Linked DNA regions of Mus musculus: regions 2 and 3 are each linked to region 1. Evidence: chromatin contacts called from public promoter capture Hi-C data. All regions are on one chromosome and are shown on one strand. Each heading gives the region's core, a stretch centred on a gene start, on an enhancer-like site or on the middle of the called end of the contact. The rest is flanking DNA. Distances are from core to core; before and after follow the strand shown. Region 1 holds the start of Zfp938 (zinc finger protein 938). Region 2 holds the start of D10Wsu102e (DNA segment, Chr 10, Wayne State University 102, expressed). Region 3 holds the start of Aldh1l2 (aldehyde dehydrogenase 1 family, member L2).

Region 1 (2,700 bases), core at 116-2,615:
ATAATGATGCTTGGTGGTGAAATCCACCACCAAGAGTAAGGTCTGTCAGATGGAAGGCATGCAGGCAAGGGCCTTGTGGCCTGTACCATGCACACACACACACACACACACACACACACACACACACACCAGAGTAGGGGGTTTTTCATGTGTGGTTGTCATTTACCCAGAACCTGTGTGGTCATCCCAGTAGCATAAGCAAGTGTCATAGGTACAGAACAGCAATGTTGTGGACACATACATGACATCTAGCACCTTAGTCCCAATGGGAGTCACTGCCCAGATGTGTGATGACCAGCCTTCTAGGTCCCAGATCCTTATAGGTAAGAAGAGCACACAGTAAATAATTCCAGTCTCCAGTCTGGATTCTGTGTAAGCACAGCCTGAGCAGGCCTGAGGCAAAGTCTGTACAGAAAGACAGACCTTGACACATCCTGCAAAGGGTGTTACTGGACAGGTCCTCTTTTCATGATTCTTACTCCTTTCATCACAAATGTCTTTGCTTTCTGTCTTCCTTGATTTTCTTTTCTTTGCCAACTCAGAGTAGAGTTAGTTGCTTAATGTAAAAGAAATGCCTTGGAGATAATGTACAAATAATCTGCCTGAGCAGTACATCTTAACAAACTCGGTTAACATGAGCCATTGTGTTATGCAAGACATGCTAATCTCAAACTGTCTATATCTATCATCTGACCCTGGTCACCTCCTGTTTGGGAAGCCTAATTGTTTGCATTTGGTGCCATAAATCAAGTTTCTTGCATTTTATTTGTTTGCTTGTTTTGGTTTTTCCTGACTGTTCTGAAACTCACTCTGTAGACCAGACGTAAATGTTTTTATATCCAGCTTTCACCTCCCAAATGCTGACATGATAGGCCAGTGTCACCACAAAAGGCTGGGAAAGTTAATCTTTTGGCTACTAATGTGCAGTGGAGAGAAATGTGAGCAACATTACTGTAATTGCTAATGCCTGAATGGTGCGTATCAATTAGGTAGTTTAAGTTCGACTTGGACGGGCTGGGCGCCCATATAGCTGTGAAGCAGTGGGTTCACCCCCTGTACATTGTTTAATGGTCATTGCAAGCTAGAGACCCTCTCCTGTGCCTACTCGAAGGAAGAGTGTCTACTGAGTGTAGGAAAAATGTGGGGACAACTTTGCAGTTCAGGCTCAAGTTCTACTGCAGTGCCAAACTCCTCAGGTCTGGGGCAGTTCTGTGCCTGAGGTGGAAGCCAGGGCTGGAAACATCAGTGCAATCTGTCACTGTGGGAGCTGTTCCTGTCACTCAAGCCTCACTAGCCAATCAGGGACTCCAGATGGACCGAGCAGTTAGAATGGGGAGAGCACTTCCGGTCCGCCATACTGCAGTCTTGGCTGAGGCTCTGTGGAAGTCGGCTGTGATTCCGTGTGCTTTGATGTGATCTGTTGCCGGGAGCTGGGAGGAGAGTTGTGCGAGTTTGCAGCCTGCGCCATGGTGAGCTGGATCGCTGTCCAAATGCGGGGCGGATCCGCGGGGCCCCTGTGGTGTTTGTCCAGGGGCTGCGGGGAATCAGCGTCAGGTGTTTCTCTGTTTGTTCACTTGAGTTCCCTGCACCTCCCTGAATGACCTCCTTGAGTTCCACCCCCTGCTCCGACTATGGGGAGCTCGGAGCCCTTGTGGGAAAACATCCCTGATGCTGACGTCACCATGCAGTGAGCGCCTCACTTGCTTTTACCGTCTCCAGGAAAGGCAGATTTTCTGACAGGCAGAGCTCTAGTTTCTCTGTGCCCTCTAAAGTTCTGCACCAGGCACGTGACATTCGGGTGTAGCATCCATCGCAGTTAACTGTGCGCAGTGTAAGGTCTGTGTCATTAACACATTCGCATGTGGATGCCACGGTGGTCCAGTCACGTGTGTTAGTAAGGCCAGACTCACTGTGTTCCCCTGCCTAAGTTGTCAAAATTGACACAATTTTAATGGTGTGGGTTTTTTCCTTCTCATATTTTGTCGATCTTTCTATTCTTCCCCAGGAAGTTGTTTTTTATTAGATTGTTTGCTTGGTTTGGTTGGTTGCTTGTGTATGGGGGTTTTGTTTGTGTTTTGTTTTGTTTTGTTTTGAAGCAGGATTTCTCTGTGTAGACTAGGCTGGCCTGGAACTCACAGAAGTACAAATGTGCCTCTCCTTCCCAAGGGCTGGGATTAAAGGTGTGGGCCACCACTGCTTAGCTACAATATAGCCCTTATTGCAGTTGTATTTGACAATTGAAGTCAGAGAATGTCACTGTGTGTACTGTATATATTCAATCTTTTGTTAACCAATTTTCATTCATGAGTACTGAATACTGTTTCTCATCTGCTTTCTGTTGTTGATAGCTTAAATTGTTAGACTTTTCATTGGGTCTATGGATCCATAGCTTAAAATCCATATGATAGTGATATAAGAGCCAAGATGGCAGGAAACCACATAATTACTTTCTAGTCAAGGTTTAGCTCAGCTCCCTGCTAAGGCAAGTCCATCCCAGTATACCCCTGAGCCTTTTTCATGAGGAGCTTTTAAGCACAAAAAACCATGTTGACAACATGAGTAAGGTAGTACATGTAGAGACTATCCCATAACTTTGGACTTTGATGGACTAGGCCTTTGTGTTTTTTTGTTGGCAGATGGTACTGTCTCTGTGTTGAAGTTACAGCTTGAATGGTACTGTCATCATAGAGTCAGGGCCCT
Region 2 (2,700 bases), core at 14-2,513, 1.1 Mb before region 1:
TACAGAGTAAGTTTCAGAACAATCAGGGCAACACAGAGAATCACTGTCTTGAAACACACACACACACACACACACACACACACAAAAGGTAAGTCAGAAGTCAGAAATAGGGCCCAAAAAGAGGGTTTTATGGACACAGTGCTTGCCTCCCAAATTGGAAGCGCTATTCACTCCCCACATAGTAGGAAGAGAGAATAGCCCCCTCCACATACCAGAGGTACATAATACAGAGAACCAGAAACGGTTATGTAGACTTGGGCAAGTCAGACTGGGCTTTTTTTTTTTTGTAGAATATACTTGCCTAGCTCTCCTACCTAGAAGGTGCTCAATTTAAAAAATTAATTATTCCGAGTTGCACCTTTCCAAACAAACCAACTGCCCAGTCCAAGCAACAAACACTGAAGACTCAAGCCTTTGCCCACTTTTTTTTTTTTTTTTTTTTTTTTTGTATTTTGTTCTTTGTTTATTCGAGACAGGGTTTCTCTGTAGCCCTGGCTGTCCTGGAACTCACTTTGTAGACCAGGCTGGCCTCGAACTCAAAAATACGCCTGCCTCTGCCTCTCCAAATGCTGCCAGGCTGGGCGGTTCCTAATGAACTCTACAAGGACCACCTGGCCTGGACCGGCTTGGCAGGTAGAGGAAAAAAAAAAAAAGAACCACCACCGCCCAGCGCCGGGCTGGCCTAGTCGTACCCCGGACAGACCCCGGCAGCGTCTCGGGCTCCGTGGCATCCCCTCCCAATTAGCGTCCCAGACTCCGCGGTATCTCCGACCTCCGCAGCGTCTCGGACTCTCTCGGTGTCCCATACCCCCGCAGCGTTCCAGGCTCCCCGGCATCCCTAGCCATCGCAGGGTCTCTGGCTCCTCGGCGTCCGCGGCCCCGCAATAACCCGGACCCCCGACTCCCCACAGCGTCTCGAGCTCCTTGGCTTCCCCGGCCCTGCCGCGTCTCGGGCGCCTCAGTGTCCCAGAACCCCGCAGCGTGCCCGGTCCCCGGTAGCATCCCCAACCTCCTGCAGTGTCTCCAGTAGCGTTCCCGGGTCCCGCAGTGTCCCTGACCCAGCAGCGTTCCGTGTCCCTCCAACCCACCCCGCTCTCCACCGTCGCTCACCTCCCGAACCCTCGCTCCCCGCCGTCAGCAGCTCCCTGGACACCGTGACCTGCGAGCAGGCTACAGAAGACGAAGAAACACCAGGACCGGTCCCGCGCTCGCCCTGGAACTCCATGCTTCCAACCCAGCGCCACTGAAAGAAGCCCGGATATAGGAAGGCACGGGGAAGGGGCGGGGTCAAGGCAGCAATTGGCCGAAACTAGGAGGTGGGCGGTGACTTACGGGTGCGTGGCCAGAGCTCGCGCCTAGAGATGAAGTTCAGACCCACGGGAACCGGAAGCGGGGGTGGGGCCGAGGCGGGGTGGAGGATGGGAACAAGGCACCACACTGCGTGGGCGGAGCGCTGCGGATGCACGTGTCAGGCGCCTAGTCTACCCCAGCCCAAGTCTAGCCCTAGTCTCCTCCTTTATTGTTGTTAGAAAAGAATCAACCCGGCTTGGTCAAGCTAAGCAAATGCAAGCATGAAGAAGGTGGTGCGAGGCCTTTGTCGTTATTTCCATTTTTGTTGTTGTTTGGGGAGGTTTCTGTGGTCTTCAGTTTGTAGCAATCCTGCTTTAGTCTTCCAGATGCCATAGAGGTGGGAGCCACCACACCCAGTTTCTTTTCATTTTCTATATTTTATTTTTTGTCATCCTGGCTGGCCCAGGTTGACTTCAAAATCACCATTTTCCAGCTTCCATTTCCGTGTACTTAAATCTACAGCCGCCCATTACCATACTTTGTTGTTTGTTAAAGCCTCACCAAGTTACCCCGGTTGACCTGGTACTCAAAGTCCACCTAGGTCCTAAATAGCCTGGATTTCAGGTCTGGATGACCAGACCCCAGCTTAGTTTACTATTTAACTGTAAACACAAAACCCAGAAGTGTTAAGAATGCTGTTTACGTTGCTATATATACAGCATGCCTTTGGAACACTGTCATGTCAAAATCCTAAAAGGTTGTTCCAGGTGGTAGTTAAAAGGTAGAGCTGTGAGTGAGGCACTGAGTTTGGTCTCCTACAGAAAAACAAATCCTTCATTTCTAAAAAGCTGAAACAAAACCCCTGAATGACAAACCCCATTCCTCCCCTCTTCCTGCCCCTGGGACCCAATGCTCATGGTTTTGTTGAGAACAAGCGAAAGAAACGTATTCCAAGTGCTACCATTTCATTTCCAGACTCCCATTTAATCATAGGGAGAAACTTAATTCACGGTCCCAGTCTCTAGGGAAGCTGGGGACTTCCCTATATCAGAACAGCTTCTGTTGTAAACAGTTGTCTGTGTGAACGCATCTCCTCAGGGACAATGTGTAAGGAGACAGTTATCTGAGTCCAGCCATCTCAGGGACAACTTCTCCATCTTGCTGGCAGGGTCAAGCAAGTTCATGTTCCCAGACCTAGGAACGAACACCTGTCCCAAGTCTACATGTTTTCCTAATTGTCTGTTAACTGGTAGAGAGCAGAGGAATTGCTATTATCTAAATCAAGGTGTGTAAGTTTTAAAAATATATAACTAATTGCCTGGTATGCACTAGTTAACTACATGCAGCTGACCCACTCCTCCCCACCCCCACCCCACCCCACCCCACCCCTGCTTCCTTATCACTCTGAGC
Region 3 (2,700 bases), core at 53-2,552, 1.3 Mb before region 1:
AGTCTCAGAGACTTCAGTAAGAATAGACACATTTCACCAAATGTTTGTTACATCTTTGGGTTAAAGAGTGTATGGTTCATGAATGTAACAAAAATAAAAAATAAATAAAAAACCAAAACTGAAGATCTTTCAGATCTGCCTTTAACAGCTTCTTTAGGTATCCAATGCCCCCCATGAGTATATAAACAAATCGAGAGAGTTGTTTAAGGGGATTAAGGATAGTGAGTGGAGTCCAACAAAAAGTAACTCATCTGTATGGATGTGACAGAGAACGCTGTGAATCTGTTCAATTAATGAATTCACAATAAACAGTTGGGAAGTAATAATCACACGGGCAGAAGAATATCAAAATACAAGAGTGAACGAAACTCCACGCAGCCCCGAATTCCAGGCTAAGGAATCCTTTTGGGACAAAGGTTTCACTACAGCATGTGTGCAAGTTTCTTCATAGAGGCAAGGCACAAATGCAGGTATGAGTTATCTACTGGGGACGAGAAGTGTGCGACAAGGCCAGCGAACAGTATCTTACCAACCCTCATCCTCAGATGATGGGGGTATCAGACTATGCCTAAAGCAAGGGTGCCCAGCGCCTTATCTTCCCAGTTCAAGCTGGAGCTCCACAAGTGTGCCTGTTGCTTTCTGGCGACTGTTAGGCAGGTAACTTTCGAAGTGTTCTAATTCATTTCTGTTGCGAAACACCCCGAGGAAAAAGCAACTTAAAGGAGAAAGGGTTTATTCAATTTAGGAGTCCAGGTTACTATCTACCATTGTCCGGAAGTCAAGGTGGGAACCCGAGGCAGCTAGCTAGTTACACTCAGAGAGAGAGAATAAATCCACACATGCTTACTGCTCAACACGTTTTTGTTGTTGTTTTTGTTTGTTTGTTTGTTTGTTTTTTTTCTTTTTTCACTCTTACTCTTAGTTCAGGGTCTAGTCCATGAAATGATGCCACCCACAATCAGGACGCATCTTCTCACCTCAGTTAACCCAAGAAATGTTCCATCCAGGTGTGCCTGGTCCAGGTAATCCCTTTCCCAGATCATCCTACCTTGAGTCAAGTTGAAAATAAAAAGTAATCCTTACAGGGTGTCCGATTAAATTATAAGGTACATCTCTCTGCCTAACTCCGCGGGTCTGAGTAATTTATGGAAGGTCCCACCTCTAGCGAACACTTAGGCTATCCATGGAGCAGAGGCGGAGTCCAGCAAGCCCTTGGGTTAGGCACCGATTCATTCCCTAGACCTGCACCAGGTCACGTGTGCTTAGGGGCAGGAGCTCTGCCAGCGGTGAGGGGCGGGACCTGCCATTCGAGGGGGCGGGGCCGTGAGCAGAGCTGGACAGAGCTGAAGCGAAGCACTCAACCCTCTGCAGCCCTGGTACCTACCCACTCCCGCCGCCCGCCTGGCAATCGCTCGCTCCTCTACATCATGCTGTGGCGGGGTAGCCAGGCGCTACGGCACTTCTCCACCAGCCGGGTGAGTCCTGTCAAGGCGAGCATCCACATCCTGGTCTTGCTTTCCAGACCTCGGGGGTTGCAGGGCCGGGACGGCAAGGCTGGGGTGGGCAGTGATGCTCAGACCTTGCTAGAAGGGACAACAGCTTTTTTTCAGACTGGAAGACTCCAGAGAAGCCTGTGGCAGTATCCGGGATGGGAATTGTCAAGTGAGCCTTTGTCTGCTGCCGGGAATCAGCTGCAGACGCGGTCTGGCTGGGATGGCAGGCTGGGGACTGACAATGAGTAAAGGGACACGAGCCAGTCTGTTTTTTTCCTTTTTGCATTTCATGACCCCGACGTGAGCAGTTTAGGGTCGGAACGGTGGATAAGTGTGAGCGAGACTGCCTTGCAAGGTCTACCAGATGAGACTGGGACCCAGGCAAGCTCAACACAGCAATCTAGGACAGCTTGATGCTTCCCGCCGAGTAGCGAGTAGTGGCGGCCAGATTTCCAGGATCACCCAGCGCTGCAGGAGTAGCCACGCTGGTGTGTTGTAAAACTGTAGAGTAAGAACCTGGCCCCGGCCCAGCTCACAGACGTGGGATTGCATCAGATCACTTCTAGAAATGGAACGAGAGCCGACACGTTGCAAGTGGCTCTGCCTTCAGCACTTCGGTGAGTCTGGGGAGAGACAACACAGCCTGTTCCGGCTAAGGAAAGCGTCTATCCTGTGCACATAATCGCTTTTGTAATCAGCACATCCTGGCTGTGTTATAAAAATATTTCTCCTCCGTTGGTATTTTTCTCTGACATTGCCATATGTAAAAAAAGTTGAAGGCAGAATCCAAATAATTGGTCAGATTTTATTTTGCTCCGTACAATCAATGCAAGTGACTTTGGGGGACAGTCATAGTTTATAAGAGACCCGTCTGCCCTGAGCTTTGGACCATTCTGCTGTGTAACCCTCAGACCCTTCCTTAGTTTCTTTAACCACTCTGGCCGTGCAATCTGGTCCTGGGGCACAGATAGCTAAGAGCCGTGTCTACTACCCTGGTCTTGGCTACCACCTTGTCAGTAAACTGTTGGGAAGCTAAAAGAAAGGAGTTTTGAAAGATGATAAGATTTCCATGCTGGGGTTTTAGAAGTTTCTATTTAAGGGGAAAAAAAAAAAAAAGCTGAACAAGCCAAGTGACAGATACCAGGAATAGAAACATAGCTGGGCAAAGCAGCAGGCTGCCACAGAGGCCCTCTGTCCCCAAGAATAC

Evidence for each region. Promoter capture Hi-C pulls out the DNA fragments that hold promoters and counts their contacts.
Region 2: a contact with region 1 is called in a promoter capture Hi-C map of liver, with 2.3 times the contacts expected there. The contact joins the promoter of D10Wsu102e here to the promoter of Zfp938 in region 1. A contact is called at or near these places in 1 of 39 promoter capture datasets (liver), 1 of 484 Hi-C or Micro-C datasets (embryonic stem cells) and 1 of 115 datasets of contacts at active chromatin or transcription factors (embryonic stem cells).
Region 3: a contact with region 1 is called in a promoter capture Hi-C map of embryonic stem cells, with 2.7 times the contacts expected there. The contact joins the promoter of Aldh1l2 here to the promoter of Zfp938 in region 1. A contact is called at or near these places in 3 of 39 promoter capture datasets (embryonic stem cells, liver and pre-B cells).

The regions. Positions count from the first base shown.
Region 1 is chr10:82,239,940-82,242,639 of GRCm38.p6, reverse strand. It overlaps Zfp938 (zinc finger protein 938), which reads left to right and starts at 1,365. Exons shown (of 4, transcript NM_001105557.2): 1 at 1,365-1,469. The coding sequence starts at 1,467.
Region 2 is chr10:83,358,784-83,361,483 of GRCm38.p6, reverse strand. It overlaps D10Wsu102e (DNA segment, Chr 10, Wayne State University 102, expressed), which reads right to left and starts at 1,263. Exons shown (of 4, transcript NM_026579.3): 1 at 1,111-1,263. The coding sequence starts at 1,225.
Region 3 is chr10:83,532,742-83,535,441 of GRCm38.p6, reverse strand. It overlaps Aldh1l2 (aldehyde dehydrogenase 1 family, member L2), which reads left to right and starts at 1,302. Exons shown (of 23, transcript NM_153543.2): 1 at 1,302-1,475. The coding sequence starts at 1,428.